7 separate regions of the Mus musculus genome follow, and regions 1, 2, 3, 4, 6 and 7 are each linked to region 5. Evidence: chromatin contacts called from public HiCAR-type, HiChIP or PLAC-seq and promoter capture Hi-C data. All regions are on one chromosome and are shown on one strand. The core of a region is the stretch at or near the end of the contact, and the rest is flanking DNA. Distances in the headings are between cores, read along the strand shown. Region 1 holds the start of Wars (tryptophanyl-tRNA synthetase). Region 2 holds the start of Zbtb42 (zinc finger and BTB domain containing 42). Region 3 holds the start of Slc25a29 (solute carrier family 25 (mitochondrial carrier, palmitoylcarnitine transporter), member 29). Region 4 holds the start of Yy1 (YY1 transcription factor). Region 5 holds the start of Hsp90aa1 (heat shock protein 90, alpha (cytosolic), class A member 1). Region 6 holds the start of Degs2 (delta(4)-desaturase, sphingolipid 2). Region 7 holds the start of Siva1 (SIVA1, apoptosis-inducing factor).

Evidence for each region. Promoter capture Hi-C pulls out the DNA fragments that hold promoters and counts their contacts. HiCAR-type assays count read pairs that join an accessible place to other places. HiChIP or PLAC-seq counts read pairs in DNA pulled down with a chosen protein or histone mark.
Region 1: a contact with region 5 is called in a HiCAR-type map of astrocytes, with 4 times the contacts expected there. The contact joins the promoter of Wars here to the promoter of Hsp90aa1 in region 5. A contact is called at or near these places in 4 of 39 promoter capture datasets (the 3T3-L1 cell line, cranial neural crest, hippocampal neurons and 1 more) and 5 of 115 datasets of contacts at active chromatin or transcription factors (astrocytes, embryonic midbrain, extraembryonic endoderm stem cells and 2 more).
Region 2: a contact with region 5 is called in a promoter capture Hi-C map of liver, with 4 times the contacts expected there. The contact joins the promoter of Zbtb42 here to the promoter of Hsp90aa1 in region 5. A contact is called at or near these places in 2 of 39 promoter capture datasets (liver and pre-B cells), 1 of 115 datasets of contacts at active chromatin or transcription factors (pancreatic cancer cells) and 1 of 9 other capture datasets (liver).
Region 3: a promoter capture Hi-C map of liver shows a contact between it and region 5, with 10 times the contacts expected there. The contact joins the promoter of Slc25a29 here to the promoter of Hsp90aa1 in region 5. A contact is called at or near these places in 3 of 39 promoter capture datasets (hippocampal neurons, liver and pre-B cells) and 2 of 115 datasets of contacts at active chromatin or transcription factors (astrocytes and microglia).
Region 4: a promoter capture Hi-C map of pre-B cells shows a contact between it and region 5, with 11 times the contacts expected there. The contact joins the promoter of Yy1 here to the promoter of Hsp90aa1 in region 5. A contact is called at or near these places in 10 of 39 promoter capture datasets (the 3T3-L1 cell line, 3T3-L1-derived adipocytes, cranial neural crest and 5 more), 5 of 484 Hi-C or Micro-C datasets (the G1E-ER4 cell line, embryonic stem cells and muscle stem cells) and 6 of 115 datasets of contacts at active chromatin or transcription factors (astrocytes, embryonic midbrain, extraembryonic endoderm stem cells and 3 more).
Region 6: a contact with region 5 is called in a FOXA1 HiChIP or PLAC-seq map of pancreatic cancer cells. The contact joins the promoter of Degs2 here to the promoter of Hsp90aa1 in region 5. A contact is called at or near these places in 3 of 39 promoter capture datasets (hippocampal neurons, liver and pre-B cells) and 1 of 115 datasets of contacts at active chromatin or transcription factors (pancreatic cancer cells).
Region 7: a promoter capture Hi-C map of liver shows a contact between it and region 5, with 8 times the contacts expected there. The contact joins the promoter of Siva1 here to the promoter of Hsp90aa1 in region 5. A contact is called at or near these places in 2 of 39 promoter capture datasets (liver and pre-B cells) and 1 of 115 datasets of contacts at active chromatin or transcription factors (pancreatic cancer cells).

The regions. Positions count from the first base shown.
Region 1 is chr12:108,892,457-108,895,568 of GRCm38.p6, forward strand. It overlaps Wars (tryptophanyl-tRNA synthetase), which reads right to left and starts at 1,718. Exons shown (of 10, transcript NM_001164314.1): 1 at 1,613-1,718. Wdr25 (WD repeat domain 25) reads left to right here and starts at 1,816. Exons shown (of 7, transcript NM_177602.3): 1 at 1,816-1,857.
Region 2 is chr12:112,677,340-112,680,512 of GRCm38.p6, forward strand. Zbtb42 (zinc finger and BTB domain containing 42) reads left to right here and starts at 1,501. Exons shown (of 2, transcript NM_001100460.1): 1 at 1,501-1,606; 2 at 2,037-3,173. The coding sequence starts at 2,054.
Region 3 is chr12:108,834,446-108,837,448 of GRCm38.p6, forward strand. Slc25a29 (solute carrier family 25 (mitochondrial carrier, palmitoylcarnitine transporter), member 29) reads right to left here and starts at 1,431. Exons shown (of 4, transcript NM_181328.3): 1 at 1,207-1,431. The coding sequence starts at 1,240. It overlaps Mir345 (microRNA 345), which reads left to right and starts at 2,528; the gene lies at 2,528-2,623.
Region 4 is chr12:108,791,784-108,794,864 of GRCm38.p6, forward strand. It overlaps Yy1 (YY1 transcription factor), which reads left to right and starts at 1,514. Exons shown (of 5, transcript NM_009537.4): 1 at 1,514-2,308. The coding sequence starts at 1,630.
Region 5 is chr12:110,694,673-110,697,765 of GRCm38.p6, forward strand. It overlaps Hsp90aa1 (heat shock protein 90, alpha (cytosolic), class A member 1), which reads right to left and starts at 1,723. Exons shown (of 11, transcript NM_010480.5): 1 at 1,580-1,723; 2 at 847-1,008; 3 at 380-746; 4 at 1-32. The coding sequence starts at 1,008.
Region 6 is chr12:108,700,959-108,704,136 of GRCm38.p6, forward strand. It overlaps Degs2 (delta(4)-desaturase, sphingolipid 2), which reads right to left and starts at 1,348. Exons shown (of 3, transcript NM_027299.5): 1 at 1,203-1,348. The coding sequence starts at 1,284. Gm40572 (a long non-coding RNA gene) reads right to left here. Exons shown (of 4, transcript XR_872978.2): 4 at 2,566-3,087.
Region 7 is chr12:112,643,453-112,646,392 of GRCm38.p6, forward strand. It overlaps Siva1 (SIVA1, apoptosis-inducing factor), which reads left to right and starts at 1,376. Exons shown (of 4, transcript NM_013929.2): 1 at 1,376-1,632. The coding sequence starts at 1,515. Gm30101 (a long non-coding RNA gene) reads right to left here and starts at 1,315. Exons shown (of 3, transcript XR_381987.3): 1 at 1,230-1,315.

The DNA of each region.
Region 1 (3,112 bases), core at 468-2,967, 1.8 Mb before region 5:
CATATAGGAAAGAGAAGGATTTAGACCATAAGGAAACCATCACAGGGAAGACACACAGTCTCTGCAGCCTGAGGGAAGAAAGCAACACGATTTTAGGGGCAGCTTGGAAAGAAGGTGGCCTAGGAAACTTTCTAGATACCTTGGAACTGTAGTCTCAAAGAGTAGATAACAATAGTTGCAGATTGACATGATCGCAGAAGACAAAACTTGGGGATAGATGATGGTGGTCTAGTTAATGAAAGGTTATTTTCCCAACTAAAGGCATTGGAGATTGAACCCAGAGCCTGGAACATGCCAAGTTAGCCTTTTAACAGTTGAACTACAAGCCGAGCCCTATGAATACTACCTTAAAAGAGAAAGACACTAATTTACAAAGACAGACATTACAGACTCTGTTGTCACAATAAGAATGTCAACGTATTCAGACACTGACCACTTAAGGAGGCCAGATCAACCGGAGCTTTGAAGATGCTGAAGGGCAAGCTCTGAATGCAAACAGGTCACTGGGCACCCACCACATCTACTCAAAACCAGGGCATCACCTGAACCTGAGTCAACTAGATGAAATACATGCACAACATCCCAATCCAGACACACACCCTCCTCAAGTCTTCAATGCTCTCATATGAGGTAGGTGACCCAAACCAAACCACTGCAACAACAGAAAACACGCTGCTAGCCTAGCAGAGAAGGCAATACGTACCCTGGCTGTGTAGTCCAAGGGTGCTCAAGCTGGACAGCTGAACATATGAGACTGCCCAGCCAGGGTGGAGGTCTTTAATACTCTCCTCTTCCCCTTTCAGTTTCTTTGTTTGTTTCTTTTTTTTTTTCTTTTTTTTTTAGAAGAGACTATTGTTTTTCTTATCTGCTTTGCCACACCCTTTCAGTTTCACTTACTGAGGGGTTTCCTAGAAATCACTCAGGTTCCCAAAAGCATTTGAGCCATTTGCCCAGCTTTCTTCAAGAGCAAGTCCAGCCACTGGCTAGCTACTTGGGCCGTGGGAGGAGGCGGCTGAGGCCAACCAAACTCTCAAGAGCCCGGAGCTACTTGTCATTGCATTGCATCAGCTGTCCCTTTCTTCAGGTTGACCGCCATATGACCTCCCCACCCTCTTCCTTTCCCGCCCCCACAGCATCATTGCAATTGTGTGTAGTGTAGCGACAAATAGGACGGGCATATCGCTTTGTACATCACTGCCTTCCCGAAGCAGCCTTGCTCTGAAGTTGTGCACTGCAGCGGAAAGATAGGCTTTTAATGTTGGACATAGAGCTTGGTGTGCTATCATAAAACCGTGGGCAAGTAGCGTTCCTTCTCTGCTTCTCTTTAGGATTCCTCATCTGTGAAACGGGCACCAGGGGCTTTACAAACACTTCGTACAGGGCAAAGAGATCCTACAGGGCAAAGCCCAGGCGGTGGGAAACGATGACAGGCTGGGTGGGCGGCGCCGCCGCAGCCTCCCGGTCCCTCGTGGTACAGGTGCCCAGAGAACAGACAGCCCGGTTCCGAGCTGGATCCTCGGGGCGCGGCGCCGGGGCGTCAACCGAAGGCCCCGGCGCCACCTCGGCATCCCTCCCTCGCTCCCGGCGCAGTGACCACCCCCTCCTCACTTACCGGCGGCCCCCACTTCGGCCCCACCAGTCAGCACCCCCAAGTTCAGCCACCGGTACCTCTTGGGCGTCCGTGGAAACACCAGCCGGCTGGAATAACTTCCGGTCTCGGCATGCCGCTATTGGCTGTCCAGGCAGAGGAGGGCAGAGACCATCTCCGATTGGCTGAAATTGCTGGCGTCGTGGTGGAACGCGACTGGGCGGCCCGAGTGCTGGCCGGACCGTTGTAGGGGTGGACCAAGAGCTTCCGTGTGTGTGTGTGTGTGGTGAGCGGCGGGCCCGGGAGGGAGGGGGCCGGGATGTGGCGGCCGCATGCTTCTCGCTTCTTAGCGCCGGGCTCAGCTCGCCGCTTGCCTTCCTGTTCTTCCCGTTCATTCCTAGAGTGCTGTGCTCTGAACTCTTTACCCATTAGTGTTGACAGCTTGGCTAACTTACTCATCCTTCAAAACCCGTGTCTGTTTTTTGTTTCCCATCCTGTATCCATGGCCTCTGGGGCAAGATCCGTGTGAATTTCTACCCACATCAGATCTATCATAGTGCCTAACACAGAGTAGGAAACTAGGACCCGTGTGTTGAACGGGAAAATTCTGTCTTTAACTTTCCCAGTTCCCTGCCCCATCACCTTGCTGTCTGCAAATTCATCCAGATTGAGGCTTCTTGGACAGTGAGCTAAGCACACAGGACACCCTGCCCCATGTATCCGTGCTCCCTTTAGCTTTTCAGTATTCGACTTCAGTCCTCAGTCCTCTTTTTCCCCCATTTAGCCTCTTCCTCTTGGTTTCACCTCCCCCCCCCCCCCTTTCTCATGGCATTTTTTGGACTTGGGTACAAGATGGCTACCATCATCTCCTAAACGGTGTGCATCTCTCTCAGCCGTCTCCCTTCATATATGTTTTCTTGACTCACCCTTGACTCCTCTTCATTGGTATTGGTTCTGTTTTAGTCACAGTATTGTGAACACCTTAGTTCCCTCAACCTCTTCAGAGCGTCACACTGGTGTAGTCTCTCTGAGACCTGTCTCAGCTCCAGAAAAAGATGCAGTCTTGGGCCCAGCTACCCTGTATCCTTTTCCTTTTGAGTTCACAAGTCCACGACATCGTCTGGCTCACGAGTCAGGGATGTTTTTGTCTTTCTATGGCTTGGGAGTGTGATGAATGAAGGACATCATTTACTGTTTTGCCTACTGTGGCAGATGTTGAGTGAGAGAATGAAATCTATGTGTGGTGCATCTGGTGTCCAGTCCCTTGCTGTCGTTCATTTTCTATCCCCTGTGGAGCTGATGAGCCACACTGTCCTCAGATCTGCTATAGGCCTCTTTTGTGAGTCTACCCTGCAGATAACCGTGTAGCTTAAAACCCAGGCTGTGACCGAGCTCTATATAGTATGGTGGTGGGAATCAGATGGGTTTCATTTGAGGAACCAGGAGATTGGCCTCAACTCCCTGCTGAATATGTAGAGATCAAATTATTTGCAGAGCATGGGTCTATCTCTGTGTGGTTAGTCT
Region 2 (3,173 bases), core at 251-2,750, 2.0 Mb after region 5:
ATGAAGAAAATATAGTCAAATGTGCATTTCAGACACATACATTTCTTTTCCAGGGCAGGAAGTTGAGACTGGGCCTTGCCATGTAGCTCAGGCTGGTCTAGAACTTGAAATATCCCTGCTTCAACCTCCGTTTAGTACAACACTGGTTTTCTTCCCTGTAGAATCTAGGTCCTCCAGGAACCCTGGGAGCCCCCTTGGGCTTCCAATACAACTTTGAACAGGCCCCCTGGAGCTGTCCCCAACAGCCAGAAAGCCCCACTTCACAACTGGGTACTCTGTTCTGAGTGTCTAATGAGCCGGGCAGGGGGTTGGGGGGAGAGACAGGACTCAGCGGCTGTCTCTACCCAGAATGCCTTTGGATATTCTACCCAAACCCCTTTCCCTGTAATTCCTGTGCAAGACCTCCTTCATACTTACCCTCCAGCTCTCTATGTGGTGCCCACCCAACATTATTGGTCCCTGGACTTCTAACAAATGCAAGGTGAAAATTCGGAACGGGCCTAGCCCCATAGGAACTCTGGCTCTGTGATTTGGTACTGCGTGGCCCCTCCCTCACGCTAGAACTGTAAATGAGAGTGTCTAACTGACAAGCTTAATGAAGCTCAACGTGAGCGATGTCTCAAGCAACTTCAAGCCCCCTCAGCTAAGAATACCCCTCCGCCTGCACACTTGGGAGCCATTGGTGTAGCCCATGCCAAGGGGCCTCGACTCCTCTAAACCCCGGGCTCTATTGTCACGTCCTCTCCCCAGAAGAAGCAGGAGTCTCCTCAAACCCTGCTGACCCTGATTCCCCTGGAACACTGTGCCCAGGGTGCCGGCCCTGGCCTCTCTCCATATCACTCCTCCTACATCCTGTGTGTGACCTGTCTGCCTAACTCCGGAGGTCTCCTGCCACTTCTCTGTGATTGTGTCTTAAACCCATCCCACCACATCTGCCCTACCCAGTGCCCTCTGTCACAGATCTTAGTGCGCTTGACTGTCAGCCCAGGGTCTGCAGAGGGCGGTAATTCTCTCTCTGAGACCCCAGCTCCACGGCCTGTCCCAGATGTGTTAACGTGAATTCAAGAGAAATCTTCATAGGGCGAAGTGAATTTCTTTTTGACATTTGTGGTCTCTCATTGGCGCCCTGACCCATCTGAAGGACCGTCTTCCAACGGGTCCGAGGCCATTGTCCCGTAGTCCACGGAGAAGCAACTGCCCCTTTGTCCACCAGGGCAGTCGGGACCCCATGGAGGACACAGAGGCCCAGGAGACAAGTATCGCGAGAGGGTCCCGCACCCCCTCCCGTCACAGAGTGCGGCGGGCTAGCTTCTAGCGGGACTGACCGGGTGGGGCGGACAGAGAAGGGGTAGCGAGGTGACCTCAGCGGTTCGGCCGCTCCGGGAAGTCGCCCGGTCCGCCCCCTCCAGCTCCAGCCGGGAGTTTCGCTCTTCGGGGCGGGGCAAGCAGCAGGCGTTGCCCCGCCGGCCAAGTTAGTGCGCGCCCCGCCCGGCGCCGTCCGGGTCCCCGCGCCCTCCCGGCCGGGGCGCGCCGCCCCCAGTTCGGTGCGGTCCGAGCTGCACGGGAAAGCTTGCAGAACGAGCGGAGAGCCGCGCGTGCGGCGAAGGTGAGCACAGGGGCGGGTACTCGGCTCCGCCTGCCTAGCCGGCCGTTCCCCACGGCCGCGCTGCCATAAATGGGGCCGACGGCAGCGGTGGCAGCTGGCGGCGGTGCGGGCGGGCGGCGACTCTGGCGTCGGGGGGCGCGGCAGGCGGGGGGGGGGGGGCGAGGCAGCCTGAAGTCCTGACTTCTTTCTGTCCGCGCGGCTCGGCCCCTCCGCTGCGCCCCGAGCCCCGCCCCGGCGGCAGAGCGGCTTCTGTTTACTTTCGATCGAGTTTTTCCTGCTCCGGGCAGGTGCCGGGGCAGCTCAGGGCTGGCGGTTGCGCGCGTCACTCCCGCGCCTCTCTGTGGGCTGCCTGCACCCGGGAAGGGCGCGTCGGGGCGAGCGGGGGCCACGGCATCCCCGGCGTGTTGACAGGCGTCCCGTTTGTGCCCAGGTGATGACTGCGGCGGCATGGAGTTCCCGGAGCACGGCGTACGGCTGCTGGGCCGCCTGAGGCAGCAGCGCGAGCTGGGGTTCCTGTGCGACTGCACTGTTCTGGTGGGCGACGCGCGCTTCCCTGCGCACCGCGCTGTACTGGCCGCGTGCAGTGTCTACTTCCATCTCTTCTACAGGGATCAGCCCGCGAGCAGCCGCGACACGGTGCGGCTCAACGGCGACATCGTCACGGTACCCGCCTTCAGCCGCCTGCTGGACTTCATGTACGAGGGCCGCTTGGACCTGCACAACCTACCTGTCGAGGACGTCCTGGCTGCCGCCAGTTACCTGCACATGTATGACATCGTCAAGGTCTGCAAGGGCAGACTCAGAAAGAAGGACCCAGATCTGGAGACCCGTACGCTGGGGACAGAGCTTCCTGGGCAGCCACCACACCCCCTGCCTTCCTGGTCCCCTGCCTTCTGCCAAGCCGCACCAAAGGCCAAACACCCATCTCTAGGGGTCAAGGCTACCCATCCCCTGCCAACATTTGGACCTCCGTCTTGGCAGGTTGCAGAGCAGTCAAGTGGGGCCCTGGACCTGTCACTGAAGCCTAGCCCAAGACCGGAGCAGGTACACCCACCCTGTCGCCTCCAGACATCCCTCTGCAGCTCCGTACAGCAAGTGGCGCAGCCTCTGGTGAAGGCTGAGCAAGATTCGTTCTCAGAACAAGATAGCAGCAGCCCGCAGAGCGCGGACCGATCCCCACCACCAGTCTGTGCTTCTGCAGCCCAGGGCCTGGCAGTGGACTTGGAGCCACTGCACATCGAAGGGACGGGCAGCCAGCAGCTTGGGCTGCCTGCAGAGCCAGTGCTCGACAGTGAAGAGCTGGGTCCCAGCAGGCACCTTTGCATTTGCCCGCTATGCTGCAAGCTGTTCCCTAGCACCCACGCACTGCAGCTGCATCTCAGCGCCCACTTCCGGGAGCGGGACAGTGTCCGTGCCAGGCTCTCCCCCGAGGGGTCCGTGCCCACGTGCCCACTCTGCAGCAAGACCTTCTCCTGCACATACACCCTGAAGAGGCATGAACGGACACACTCTGGGGAGAAGCCCTATACCTGCGTGCAGTGTGGCAAGAGCTTCCAGTACTCACACA
Region 3 (3,003 bases), core at 181-2,680, 1.9 Mb before region 5:
CAGTGCTTGACTTCACGTAGTTGGGCACTCTCTACACACCCTGGGTGAGAATGCAGACCAGGCTGGAGACAGGGCACATGACCACCCTGAGACAGGCTGGTTGAAGACAGATGGGTATCCCAGGCAGGGAGGGCCTACTTGAGCAAGTGCCCATGGGCTTGTGGGACAGTGGGGGTGCTCAAAGTCTCTATGCAAGCCTGGCCTCAGGGTGAATATATGCTCCCCAGATCAACTGTATATCCCAGGCTACAAATGGAGGTAACTCTGGCCCTGGGGAAACTGCAGTACAAGGGGGTCTTGGCCACGGCAGGAGTCCTGGCCATTGAAGATGCCCTCACCTGCCCTGTTACAGCTGGGGCTAGCATGGGGCTCTTTCTGGGTCTCTAATTCTCCACCTGCTTGTGGAAATCTCTGTGGCCTTCCCACAGCTTACAGAAGAAAGACTTGGTGACAGTCTGGTGGTTCTCAAGCACCTAGAGGGTACGTCACTGCTCAGGGAAGGCATTCTGCCAGACAGCAATGTTCTCCATCCAGGAAGAAGCAAGCACGGATTAAGCACCTAAGGCCAACTCCAGCCTATCACTGTTCCAGGAGAGACCTTTCCGGGTAGGGCTATGAAGGATGAAGACAGCAGGACAGGTGGATGAGGAGCCAGGTCTGGGCCTCAGAGCTGAACATATAACCAGCCAGACCACTACCACCTCAGTCGATTCACCTGGAATCCCAGCGGCTAAACCAGGCTCTATTTAATACTTAGTAAATAAACTAATCCTCTAGGCAAAAGGAAAGGCACTAAACGTTCAACAGGTCCGCACGGTAGTGTCATGGGCAGACCTAGCCTGCTCTCAGCTTCGAGCGCTCTTCAGTCAGGTTGACATGACCATTTATTTGACCACCCGGTGGACCGCCTCCTCCTCTCCTGAGCCCTCCAGCAGCTTAAAGCAATGCATGGGAAGTGCTGGGCGCCTGGGGTCGGGCCAGCCTTCTAGGAGGTCGCGCGGTGTCACCAGCCTCGCTCAGACAGCTGCGGGAAGGGATCAGTAGGCTGCGCGCCCGCATCCTTCTGTTCTGTCCCTGCCTCCGGCCAAGCCGCGGTGCTGCCAGGATCCCCAGACCTTGCACTCAGTGCGCACGGAAGGGTCAAGAAGACACCTGTCGCCGCGTACCAGCCAGAACGCCCGCCTGGCATGCCGGTCATCTCCTTACCTCCGGCGCATCCAGCCAGGAAGTCGAGCGCCATGGCCCGGCCCGGCGAGCCGGCTGTGTCTTACTACTCCTCGGGCCCGGCCCGCGGTTGGCCGTCGCGACTCCTGCTATCTGGCCTCCGGGCGCGCAGCCGGGTCGGGGAGGCGACTGGATGGCGACTCCTAGAAAAGCACTCCCCTGGCGTCCAGCTTGCCGGGCCTCACCTCGCACCGCTCGCACCGCCCCGTCGGCCTCAGCCCCCGCGGGGGCAGAGCGCAACCAATCGGTAAGCGAGGCACGGACACACCCCGTGCTCCGGGTGCCGCCGCCAAGTCTCATTGGCTGGGCGCGCCTGGAAGGTGTGGCCTCGGGCGCGGCGGGCGGGGGTGCCTCCCGGCTCAGTAGACAAAGACTGTGCTTCTCGGGCCCGCCCGCACGGCGCAAGGAAGGGGCAGTGCGGTGGGCACACTGCACACTGGAGCCCAGAACCTCCCAACCGCACGGTCCGAAGGGCGGCGCTCGATCTGCTTCAATCCTCGGACCCCTCACGGTATTTGGATGCGACTCTCCTGCTCAACCTCATCGTCCTTGCCTGTGTCAAGAGGACACAGTGGCGAGTGCACACGTGGAACGCCGCGACTCTCCCAAGGCCTACTTTGGTCTTGGACTCAGCTTGCTGGGAAAGTTCGAGAACGACCGCCCACTTGGAGGGGCCTCTGAGGCCCCGGATCTTCTTAAGCGAACGCGCAGGAGTACTGAGGACCCAGTGCACCCAGGCAGAGACAGGGACTTGAGTTTGAAGGACGTAGAAACGTTTTCAAACAGAAGGGGCCTGTGGATGGGGCCTGAGGATGGAAGGGTGCCGCCAAGCCCGACGTGTTCCTGGGAGCCGCCAGCAGGCCAGATCAGGGGCGCGGGCATCTGACTGCAGCTCTGGGCCTTGGGACAGGGTGAGCTAGGTGCAGGACAAGGAGCAAGCAGATATTCCAGGCTTGGAGAGCATTAAAGTTGAGGTGGGCTAAGAACCCGACGCGCCGCCCCCCACCCCCCCAGTTGCTGGTAATATCTACAACAGCAAGGAGTCTGGAAGCAAGTCCAAGTGATGGATACAGCCATCACTTACCGGGCCTCTGCTGGTCGTGACTTTCTTTTAAGCTGAGAGTGGAGTAACAGACTCCTGTGGTTACTCGAACTCTGCTCTTGCCTCTCCCCTCCCTAAACTGGGCGCGGAGTTGTGGGATGGCAGATCTGATGGAGGGGCAGCTCTGAGACCAGGGACCCCAGTGTTGTTTGAGAGGTGGTGTTTATCCTTGGAATTGAATGGACCCTTCGTGAAGCCGACACCCAAGTCCAGGCCTGCTGACCCCTAGTCCAGTGCTTGTGGTGGCTACTGGGCCCTGAACTAGGGGTCTGGAGACCTGGGTTTGATCTCCACAGGCTTTGAGTCATCTGGATGCCTTCTAAAGGCAGGTGGTAAGAGGAAGAAGGAAGTACACACTGGAACTGGGGTGATTGTAGGATCCCTCCTGAGGCCTTTGCCATTAACCCCAGCAATCCTCCTGCAGGGACACAGCCATAAGAATACCCTGGGGTCCGGTGGTAAAGCTCGGGTCTTCACGCCTCCACCCTGGTTTCTGGTTCTAAGAAACGGGAGGGCATCCGATGAGACAAGACGGCTCTTTCTGCCTGTGGCTTCGAGACAGGCTCTTGATATGTAGCCCAGGTTGGTCTTGAACTTGACACCTTCATGGCCTGCCTCCTGAATGATGACACCTGGTTACCTTTTCTTTCCCTGGAGGTGGAACTCGGGGTCTCATG
Region 4 (3,081 bases), core at 264-2,763, 1.9 Mb before region 5:
CAACAGATGAAGCTGACCGTTAAATCTAAGAAACAAATAAGATACACTTGGCTCAAATTTTCGGTTCTTGGAAAAAAAAAAGGCAATCTAACTTTATGTTGCTTTAAACCACACCTGGTCTATCGAAAGGAAGCACAGAAGAAACACTTCACTACAATGTATCTTAAGCAATTTGATGATTTGAACAAGGAAAACCTAAGCTGTTACTTATAATAGGGAAATCACAAAAGACATGGAATTTTCAAAGAGCTAAATGCAAAGACTATTTAAAAGGAATATTTTTAAATAGTCCTTTTCGGCAAAAGGAATGTTTATGAGCGAGGAATAGGCGAAGCCTGTGTCAAGTTATTCAAAGATAGAAGGGAGTTTTCAGAAAGCTACAATAGTGGAGTCGCTCGACAGGAGCAGCCAGACCCTTCGTTCCAACAGGCACCCAACGGCTGGGTCTCCGGTTTCCGCGGGTCATAAAAGAATAACGGACACACTTCCAACGGTGAACCCTAGGCTGCGCGCGCCGCTTCCGCTTGCCGCGGTCGCCTTCGCGCGCCGCCCACCGGCACGCGACCAAAGAGCCCGTGGCAGCACACGGTCGGCTACGCCGTCCGTGCCGCTACCGCACGAGACCCCGAGTAACGAGTAAAGGCAAAACGAACGGGAAACCAAAAATCAAGCACAGGCGTTTCTCGTCAGAGCAGACTTTATTGCGGCCACGCGGCCGCCGGTCGCACGCCCCGCCGGCAGCACGCCAGCCCCAGGCGCGCGCCCCCCTTCACCCCAGCTCGTTACCGTGCGCCTGGGTCGCGCGGAAAGTTCGCCGGCTCCCGAGGCGTAAGGCGCAGCGCCGACGCCCCACTCCTGTCAGCGACTGGGGCCCCGGAGCGGCACTTTTGTCACTGTTGCACCGCGGACGCCGGGGTTCGCGCGACGCCGAGCGCCGTAAGGCGACGGCGGCGCGGAGCTGACGTCACGCGCCGGGGGGGCCAGCCAGCGCGCGTGCGGGCCGCCACGCCCCCTACCCCAGCGGGGGCCCCCCCAATCGGGAGGACCCTGGTTGGGAGTAGGCGGGGCCCCGGCGCCTCGAGGGGCCCTGCGATTGGTAGCGAGGGAGGAGCGAGAGCCGGAACAGCGAGTGGGGAATCGGGGACGGGGCGGGGCCGAGAGCCCCGCGGAAGTCTCGCGAGGCCGAGCCGGAGCAGAGTGTGGCGGCGGCGGCGGCGGCGAGATCTGGGCTCGGGGTTGAGGAGTTGGTATTTGTGTGGAAGGAGGCGGAGGCGCAGGAGGCAGGGGGCAGCGTAACGCCGGCCCGGAGGGCGGGAGGAGGCGCGGCCACAGCCAGGGCAGGCAGCCGAGGCGAGGCGAAGGCAGGCGGGGAAGCAGGACAGGCAGCGGCCGAGCGAGCGAGCGAGCCAGCGCGGGGCGCACCGATCTCGGGAGGCGGGGAAGCCCCGCGGCCGCCGCGCCCGCCCCTTCCCCCGCCGCCCGCCCCCTCTCCCCCCGCCCGCCCGCTGCCTTCCTCCCTCTGCCTTCCTTCCCCACGGCCGGCCGCCTCCTCGCCCGCCCGCCCTCCCTCCCGCAGCCCAGGAGCCGAGGCCGCCTGCCGCGGCGGCCGTGGCGGCGGAGCCCTCAGCCATGGCCTCGGGCGACACCCTCTACATCGCCACGGACGGCTCGGAGATGCCGGCCGAGATCGTGGAGCTGCATGAGATCGAGGTGGAGACCATCCCGGTGGAGACCATCGAGACCACGGTGGTGGGCGAGGAGGAGGAGGAGGACGACGACGACGAGGACGGCGGCGGCGGCGACCACGGCGGCGGCGGGGGCGGCCACGGGCACGCCGGCCACCACCATCACCACCACCACCACCACCACCACCACCCGCCCATGATCGCGCTGCAGCCGCTGGTGACGGACGACCCGACCCAAGTGCACCACCACCAGGAGGTGATCCTGGTGCAGACGCGCGAGGAGGTGGTCGGCGGGGACGACTCGGACGGGCTGCGCGCCGAGGACGGCTTCGAGGACCAGATCCTCATCCCGGTGCCCGCGCCGGCCGGCGGCGACGACGACTACATAGAGCAGACGCTGGTCACCGTGGCGGCGGCCGGCAAGAGCGGCGGCGGGGCCTCGTCGGGCGGCGGTCGCGTGAAGAAGGGCGGCGGCAAGAAGAGCGGCAAGAAGAGTTACCTGGGCGGCGGGGCCGGCGCGGCGGGCGGCGGCGGCGCCGACCCGGGGAATAAGAAGTGGGAGCAGAAGCAGGTGCAGATCAAGACCCTGGAGGGCGAGTTCTCGGTCACCATGTGGTCCTCGGGTGAGTGCAGGCGGCGCGCCGCCGCTCGGGATGTTTTTGTTTTGAAGGGAAGCCATGTTTTATGTGTGTGATGGGCGCCGCCATCTTCTCCGCCCGGGCAAGTATGGCGGCCCCAAAAGATGGCGGGGGCGGCGGGCCGCGAAGATGGCGGCGCGGGGGAGGGGCGGCGCCCGGCTAGGCCGCAATGGCGTAGTTTGTGCGAGCGGAAGCGGGCTGGGGCGGCGGGCGGGGAGGGAGGGGCCAGCGCCCCTCCACGCCCGAGCCAACGGACGTGCGGCGGGGCCGGTTGAGGGCGCCGCCCCGCGCCGGACCACCCGCCGGGCGTTGACAGGGCCGTGGCGCAGGGCGGACGCGCGCCGCTCCCCCGCCGTCCCCCGGGGGCTGTCGGGGCCCCGCCCCGCTCGGCTCCGCTCAGCTCGGCCCCCTCGGACGCGAAGCGTCTCCCCGAAGCCCTTCCCGGAGCGGGCGGCGCATAGCCCCGCCGCAGCTGCCCCGCGGTCACGCTGGCCCAGGCCGTCGCCGCTGCGGGGCGGGACTTGGGTGGCACGTAGGGCGCTCGTGTGCGGGTTCGGCGGCCGTTGGAACCTGTCACCCGCGCTGCCAACGCGCTCCTCGCCTGATCGACCTAGAACGGGAGTTAGGGGAAGGAAGAGCCACAGCATTTCAGCGGCCTTTACGCGTTGTGAATTTTGTTTTTTAAGTCGTGGGCCCTATGCAGACAGACTGGGCTGGTTTACACAGCTTAGGATATTTGCCAACAAACTAATAAAAAT
Region 5 (3,093 bases), core at 473-2,972:
GATAACCTTTGTTCCACGACCCATTGGTTCACCTGGAAAAGAAAAGGGCAATGGTTACTATTCAAAGCCTCCATGCTTGCTGGAGGTTTCCTAGCAGCTAACCTTCCCCACAAATGCAAAGGTCTCCAAAGCTTTAACTTCCTTGCCCAAGATGTACAACTGAGCAAACAGCCATACATTTTTCCTATTTCCTAGCCCAGGTCCTGAAGCTCCCTTTAGATTAACAATTTTGTTGAAAAGCTCAGGACTTAGCACTAAGGCTATGTATGCCAGACTGCTCTTTAACTCTTCAACTCTCCAAGTTAACCCTCTCAAGCACTTACTGAAGTTAACCAGACACCCCCTACAATTGAATACATTCCTTTTGGCCTATGCCTACCTGTGTCAGTCCTCACTGTGAAGGATCCCCCAGCTGAGGACTCCCAGGCATACTGCTCATCGTCGTTATGCTTCGTGATGACAGTCACTTTCTCAGCAACCAAATAGGCAGAGTAAAAACCAACACCAAACTGGCCAATCATAGAGATATCTGCACCAGCCTGCAAAGCCTCCATGAAGGCTTTGGTGCCCGACTTGGCAATGGTGCCAAGGTTATTGATCAAGTCGGCCTTGGTCATTCCAATCCCGGTATCCACAATGGTCAGGGTTCGGTCCTGTTTGCTGGGAATGAGATTGATGTGCAGCTCCTTCCCCGAGTCCAGTTTACTGGGGTCCGTCAGGCTCTCGTAACGGATTTTATCCAGAGCCTATTAAGAAAAGATTAAAAATGAAAAAACCGTCAAGCGCAAACCCCAAGGTGAAATTTTCAGGGAAAGCAACGTCCAATCCTCCAAGTGGTATACTCACGTCCGATGAATTGGAGATGAGCTCCCTCAGAAAGATCTCTTTGTTCGAGTAGAAGGTATTGATGATCAAGGACATTAACTGGGCAATTTCTGCCTGAAAGGCAAAGGTCTCGACCTCCTCCTCCTCCATTGGTTGGTCTTGGGTCTGGGTTTCCTCAGGCATCTGGAACACAGAGGACGACTCTAAAGCCTCACAGAATGGCTGCAGGCGTGCTAACGACCGCCCCTCCTCTATAGAGGTCTCTTACCGACTCTATTTTGGACTAAGAAAGGGACGAAATAGAAAAGGGCGACGGGGCGGGGGGTGGATGACAAAGGGATGACCTCATTTCAGAATGCGGTAATTACGAAGCGCATGTGCGCGCCTCCGGGAGGACGTTCGGACCCGGGCGGCTCCACGCACGCCGTTCCTAACGGCCACCCTCCCCCAACCCGCCGCTATGGCGCCTCCCTCGCCCGCCCGCGCCTCGGCGGCACCGGCGACAGCCCAACCCTCGCTTCGCTCGCCCCGCGCCCGCCTCGCCGCCGCCACCGCTCCTCCTCGGCGGCCATTGCCGCATCCCCGGCCTGGGGCGTAGATATGAGGCCCGCCTGGGGCCTAGGGTCGGAAGCCATGGCCGCCCACCTCCGCGGGCTGAGGGAACTCGGATGGTGGCCCCGCTGCCGCCGCGGCGCCAGCAACCTACGGCCCTGCTCCCCAAGCCCCCGCTAAGTCCGCCTGCGCCATCACTCACCGTGGCTGAATGAACACGCACGAGACGTGACGCTCCGCACCAGGACACTGAAGCAACTGGCGCGCCGCCCCCTGCGCCGGCCTTATATAGAGGCGGGCCCGCCCAGCGCGCGGCGCTTCTTTCCAGAAGCCTCCGGAACCTTCCGGAAGAACCCTCCCCAACCGTCGCCTCGGCCGCGCGCCCGCGCCTGCGCAATGGACGGGCCCCGCCCCTCCACCTGGAGCGCGCCGAACCCGCGCGGAGAACGAACGCAAGCCCCTCCTCCACAGCCAGGTGCTCTGCACATGCGCAGTCCGGAACGCTCGGCGGGCCGGGCGCCTTCCCGGGCCGCACGCGCGCGCGCGGACGGGCCGGCCAGCGCATGCGCCTGAAGCCTCCATGTGAGCCCTGTGGTCTAAGGCTTCTTTTCCCCGGCGCTCTGTAAAAGGGACGTCCCCATGGGAACGCGCGCGTGTTGTGTGAACCTCGCGGTCCTCTGCGGCGCTTTAGGTCCTTGCAGGCAAAAGGTCCCCCTTCGGGCTCCCTTTGGGAACGCGGACCCCGCAGGAGGCGAGTCCCGCCCCCCCCCTGGCTTCCACCTTGATGGGTGGGGCGCCTCCCGGACTGGGGTTCTGGTTGCGTAGTCTGAATTTCAGGGCTGACCCCGCTGGAGTGTGTTCTGAAGCCTTACAGTGGGCTTACTGAGAGACCTTACACGGTGGGTCTTACAAATCCGTCCAGAGTGCTTGGGGATTTCTCTTTGACCAAAAGCTATGACCCTCAAATTGGGCGTTGTGAGGGATTTTGTATCAAATTTGTGCTACCTTAATTTACTGTAATTTTGGGGCTGGAAAGATGGCTCTTCCAGTAAAGGTGCTTGGGTTTGATATCTGCCACCCAGAGCGTGGGAAAAAAAGCTAGCCTTCAGCGCTGTGTCTCCCACGTGCCCATACACACACACACTCGCACAGTGTGAAAATAAGTGTAAAGGACTAGAGAGATGGCTGGGAGCAGTTAGTGGTGCCAAACACGCACGTTAAGGCAGCTCACAACCACCAGTTACTACAGTTCTTGGAAATAAACTATCCTCTCTGGCCTCCACGGGCACCAGGAACACACATGGTGCACAGGCACACGCAGTCAAAAAATGGTCATATAAAACACTCTATCCTGATTTTTGAAGCACCTTCATATGGTGTACATACGAAGTTACTTTGGGCGATTAACGTGACCCAAAAGATAGTTTCCTTGTTTGTTTATCTTTAATATAGGCTTCGGTTTCACTCCCCATACCTTTCCTTTGGGTTACTCCCACCCTGTATTTCCTATTTCCGCATCTTTTCCTGCTGACAAAACGATTACTAAGATTAGAAAGAAAAGGGCTGGAGAGATAGCTCAGTGGTTAAAAGCATGGACTGGTCTTCCAGAGGACCCAGGTTCAATTCCCAACACCCACAAGGCAGCTCACAGCTGTCCATAACTCCAATATCTGACACCTTCACACAAACATACATGTAGGCAAAACACCAATACAC
Region 6 (3,178 bases), core at 98-2,597, 2.0 Mb before region 5:
CTTGTGCAGCTAGGAGTCAGGAACCTTTCATGTATCCTAGAGTCCCAGATACCTTACCCGCTCCCATCCCTCAGGAAGCCTACCTCATCCTCTTAGCAATGTACCAGGCAATGTAGAATGTGACCACATTTGGCAGGTCCCTCCCTCCCCCCCCCCACCTCTGTGTGTGTGTGTGTGTGTGTGTGTGTGTGTGTGTGTGTGTGTGTGTGTGTGCGCGCGCACCCGCACATGCAGACACACACAGGTGTGGTCTTTCTGGATCCCATGAGCACGTGTCCCTGTCCCTGTCCACAGGTCTTCCCTACCTAATGCCAGGTGCCCAGAGAATTCAGAAAGGGAAACTGGAGAGACAGGGGAGAAGCTGAGGAGGCCCCTGCTCCAGCCTCAGCACCCTCAGGCACCTGCTCTCCTCCTGTGGCACAGGAAGGGGAACCAAGGTCCCTTCTGCTGTGCCTGGTAAGTTCACAAGAGTAGGGAGGATGCCTAACCCAGACATGTGGGAGACAACCACAAGAACAAACCCACAGAACAGTTTCTAGGTCCTGAGCCCTCAATTGCAGCTGCAGCAGCAGCTCAGGCACAAACTGAATTTGAAAGATGTAAAAGTCACAGGGAAGCTTGCACAGTTTAGGGGCCGGTCAGGAAGATGTCAAAAAAGTGAAAGCTCCAAGAACAGACCTATCAGTTCAAGACCTGGCCAACGACAACCTGGAGACCAGGAGACCAGCCCGGATGCCGCTGGCAACTAAAACTGAAGGTGGCCGTTGAATAAATGCGAGTTAAACTTACTCGAATTAAACCCACAGGAAACAGCATTGCTGATCTGATGAAATACAAGCGTTTACAGATGCTCCAGCGCCAAAGGGATGGCTGGAGAGAAGGGAGTGTAGCGTCCTCCAGCGCGCAGCGGGGTATCCGCATGACAGTGCCCACCCTGGGACCTCGGAGAGATCCACCGCAGGAAAGCTACTATCCTCCGGTGGGATCTTCGGGGTCTCCCGCGTCCCCAAGGAAAAAGGCATATCCTGCTTCCTGAGCAGGGTCTGCACACAGCAGGCGCATACTAGCTGCAGGCGAAGAACCCGCGGGGCGCGCTGGCCCACCACCACACCACCCCTGACCCCCGTGCGCACTGTCCCCCGCCCATATCCTATTCACCCCATTGTGGCTACTGTGTCCCAGCTAGATTCGCGCGCGCTCACCGAGCATCTCCTTGCGCCTCTGGGTGTGCGGCTGGTCGCTGTAGACCCACTCGAAGTCGCTGCGGGCCGCGCTATTACCCATGGTGGGGACGTTGGAGCCCTAGCGAGCTCTCCGCTGCGCAGTGTTCACCTGTCACAGCATACCTAGGTGTCGCGGGCGGGGACCTAGGGACCCGGGCGGGGCCGGGGGCAAGGGGCGGAGTTGAGGCTAAGTCTCCTCGTGGGCGGACCTAGGGGCGGGTCGCGGTGGTCCCCTGGAACCCAAGTGGCCTGGGTTGGGAGATGCGGTCACTCCTGCACCCTGGCAGTCCTGCAGGGGCCGCCAGTAATCTTGGATTCCTGGCGGTGTGGCAAAGCCCCAGGCAACTTGTAGGCGGTGCGCTCCGGTGCACACCTGTCTCCGCGCCAGGGTTGCCTTATCGTGGAGCGCAGTTCACGCTGGGACTCATGGGTGTCTGGGTCTTCTGATTTGGGCGTTCGGGTCCCCACAGGGGAGTAAGTGGGAATGTTGGGGGAGAAGAAGCTGGGAAGAGGGCTATCTGGAGCTTGGGACAGGCAGGCCCCAGCAACGTCTTCCCAGCGTGTCCAGGCAGAGTGACATAAAGACACAACAAAAATGCAGAAGAGTCAAACACGAGGGCTGGAGGTATAGACATGATTCAGGGTGATCTGTGCCATGGCGCAGATTGGTCTTGGAGCAGCTTCTGCACTGGATCTTGTAGGACAAGTAGCTCAATAGCCAGAGAAAGGGGAGGAGATTGATGGTTAGGGGATCCGCAGGTGCAAGGCTTAAGAAGTAAGGCGCCTCGGGCATCCTTTTTTTTTTTTTCTTAATTGGATATTTTATTTATTATTTATTTACATTTCAAATGCTATCCCCTTTCCCCATCCCCCCCAGAAACCCCCTATTCCATGCCCCCTCCTCCTGCTTTTATGAGGGTGTGCCCCCACCTACCCACCCACTTCTGTCTCCCTGCCCTCTCATTCCCCTACACTGGGGCATCGAGCTTCTTAGGGCCAAGGGCCTCTTCTCCCACTGATGCCTGACAAGTCCATCCTCTGCTACATATACAGAGCCCTCCATGTATACTCCTTGGTTGGTGGTTTAGACCCTGGGAGCTCTGGTTGGTTGATATTGTTGTTCTTCCTATGGGATTGCAAACCCCTTCAGCTCCTTCAGTCCTTTCTCTAACTCCCCCATTGGGGACCCCGTGATTAGTCCAATGGTTGGCTTCGAGCAACTGCCTCTGTATATGGCAGGCTCTGGCAGAGCCTCTCAGGAAACAGCTCTATCAGGCTCCTGTCAGCAAGCTCTTGTTGGCATCCACAGTAGTGTCTGGGTTTAGTGACTGTATATGGGATGGATCCTCGGGTGGGGCAGTCTCTGGATGGCCTTTCCTTCAGTCTCTGCTCCACACTTTGTCTCTGTATTTGCTCCAGTGTGTATTTTGTTACCTTCTAAGACATACCGAAGCACCCACACTTTGGTCTCCCTTTGTCTTGAGCTTCATGTGGTCTGTGAATTGTATCTTGGGTATTCTGAGCTTTCAGCAGGAGAGGGCTTGGTCTGTGACAGCAGAGCTCTTACCTGCTCTCCCCCTGCTTCTGCTCTTCCAGAGCCTTAGAGCCTGGCCTCTCTATGACCCTGCCTAGCACAGGGGACAAGACCAAGGGCAGACATGGGACAGACAGAGTCTTCATCTTCCGGAAGTCTAGAAGCATGGGTCACTCTCAACCCCAGGTAGAGCTGGGGGAGAGGACTTAGACAGCCAGCGGTGTCTGGAGCACGGCGGGCACTTCGGATGACTCCACAGTTCAACAGGGCAGACACTCAGTCACACTGTCCTCACTGCAGCATATGGGAGCCAGGGCCAGAGGCCCATTACTGCCACATCAAAAACAAACAAACAAACAAACAAACAAAAAACAAAACAAAACCAAGCAAATGAACAAACAAACTCTCAGCCGCCATCCCA
Region 7 (2,940 bases), core at 126-2,625, 1.9 Mb after region 5:
AAAGTCCATTATCTTAACATGAACAACAGCCTTCTTAGTGGTGGTTCCTGGGACAGGTCGCTGGATTTAAGCCATGCAGTAGGGGACAAACGCATGACTCCACACAGAGGTATCATCCATTCTGCACAGTTCTACAACCGGGGAAACCACCATTTGGGGGTGGGGGTGGGGGTGGGGAAGCACAGCAGTCAGTAGTCACTGGACCCTATTGTCCTATTTAGAATTGTGCTCCTTCTTTATGTCGAAGGCCTAACTCCCAAGAGTCAGAGTGTGATTGTATCTGGATACAGTTTTTTGTTCGGTATTTTGAGACTGGGTCTCTCTACCTAGCCCAGGCTGGCCTCCAACTCACAGAGATCAGCCTGCCTCTGCTTTCTGAGAGCTGGGATTAAAGGTGTGAGCCAACACACAGGGCTGGTGGATATAGTCTTAAAGAGTTAAAACAGGGTCCTTAGGGCAGAACTTAATTCAAAGTACTGGGTGTTATTATGAGATGAGGACACACACACACATCCAGTAAGGACACAAAAGTTTTTATTTGTAGATTCTGGAAGACAGAAGCCTGCAGAGAACCTGACACTTTGATCAGAGACTTCCATTCTACAAAGTCTGGAGAATTAACGGGTGCTGTGTGTACACTCCGGGTCTCCTGTACTCCAAGATGAGCACAAAACTTAATGCACCCGAATAACTGACGTTCCGATTGTGTAGAAATAGAAGGACTGAGAAACCCCTCAGCATCACTGTTTTGCCTGTTCAACATGTTAGAAGACACCACAATATTTTTAAATCCTGACCAGCGGACCCGCAGGTGACGCCATAAACCCTCAGGCTCCCTGCCCAAGATCAGACCTAAGGGAACACAAGAGGAACTCGTAGGGGAAGATGGGTGCCCGTATCCACTAAGATCAGGAGCTGGGACAAAACCCGCCACCCTACTGTTTGATACTGATATCTCACCTATCACCTATCACCGTTGCTTAGCGACAACAGAGCCTTCAGGCTTTTCGCGCGCTGAGCCCCGCCCTCGATCTCGTGCTGGTTTATGCAGAGCCCCTTAGCACACGAGTCCCGCCCCCAACGTAGCATCCCGCTAATCCCGCGCCCCACCCCAGAGCCCCGCCTCTTAGTTCCCGGCCTATCCTGAGCTGTGACATAAACTAGCCCCGCCCCAACACAACCCCCCCCCCCCTCGGCCTATCCCGTGCCACGCCTTGCGCAGACCTCACCTCGCCGCGCCAGCGCCCTTGGCCTTTTCCCGCGCCCTGCATTCCAGCCACTGCCTCCCTCAGCCTATCCCTCGCCGTTAACTGCGTAAGTCCCGCCCCCGACGTCACTCCGGCCTATCCCGCGCAGCGGGGCCCGTTTGAGGCGAGCCCCCAGCCTTTCTCCGGCCTATTGGGCGCCGCGCCCTCGTCGGCTCGGGCCTCCGCCGCGGTCCGAGGGCGCCGTGACGTGTGCTCGGCGCGCGGCGCGCTGCGCGCTGCTGAAGGCTGTGTCTGGTACCCGCTACCATGCCCAAGCGGAGCTGCCCGTTCGCAGACGCAGCCCCGCTCCAACTCAAAGTCCACGTGGGCCTGAAAGAGCTGAGCCACGGTGTGTTCGCCGAGCGCTACTCACGCGAGGTCTTCGGTGAGTGTGGACTTCCGTGGGTAGAGCGCGCTACGCCGCGCAGGGCAGCGGGAGACCGCGGGAGCGTCCCGAGCGCTCACGGTGGATGCTGCTTCAGGCGGCTCCCGGAGAAATCCGAGTCGGACCCGAGTGCTGCCGAGCGGACTAGCCTAGCGCGGGACCGACGCGGGGACTGGGTTCGAGTGGGCGTGATGGCGTAGACTGCCCTGAGCCCTCGCAAGTGGCCTTTGTAGCGGATGGATGTTGCTGAGCATTGCCTTGCAGTGATGGCTTTCTGGGGCAGGTGTAACGCAGTGTACCGTAGCTTGGCGCAGTTTGCGGCCGTATAACTTTGAGCGGTGCCGCTGCGCCTTTGGAATGTGCGGGAAAACAAACTCCCTACGCAGCCCCAGTATTTGTCCTTTCCCTCTCTGTACTCTGGGAATGCAAACTCAAGTGCTGAGACGCAGGGGCGATGCGTGAAGGGACAGGACTGAGCTGCAAAGAGTGTGCCTCCCCCCACGCCCCCCAGTCTAGACATGGCCTGGCGTCGTGGCTTGTTTTTTGACGCCAGCACTCAGAAGGGAAAGGCATGGGCTTTATGGTGAGATGTCTTAAAACAGCAATAACAATGCAAACACGGCCCAGAAAATGCCTCAGCTGGTTAAAGTGCAGTCTATGCAAGCCTGGACATGAGTCAGGTCCCAAGAACATACAGTAGGAGAGAATTCCTGAAAGTTGTCTTCCGACCACACTCATAGTAACTAAATAGCCAAGTAAATTAATTTTTTTTAAATGTAAGCATGCAGTTGAAAAGAAGGCCTAAGTGTTAATTGGAACCTAACAGCCTGGCTCTACCCTTCTGAGGACTTGTGTGTTGGAGCATTTGCCAGGCCACTCAGAGCCAGCCAGTCAGGAAGGGGTGCAGGGCTCTAGCGAGTTTTATAGTACACACAGTTTACCAAAACCCCAGCCCACACTCTGGACTCTGCTGGACCAGGAGGCCTTAAGGAGAAAATTGCTCTCATAATGGAATGTGGGTTTGAGCCCCACCTGTGTTAAGAGTACCCCTCCAGGAACTCTTCCCATTTCTTGTTTTTCAGACAGGCTTTCACCGTGTATCTTAGCCTGGCCTTGAACTTAAGTAATTCTGTCTTAAAGTAGGAGGCAACTGAGCTGGGAATAGCCACTCTCTTTGAGTTTTTGTTTGCTTCCAGTGTCACAGAGAGGTCCCTGGGTCGTGGGAGTGAGTATTTCTAGAACTCGCAACAGTGTTTCCCTTTAGGGCTCCCTGGGCCTGAAGCCCGAAAGGAAGCAATCCACTGTTAT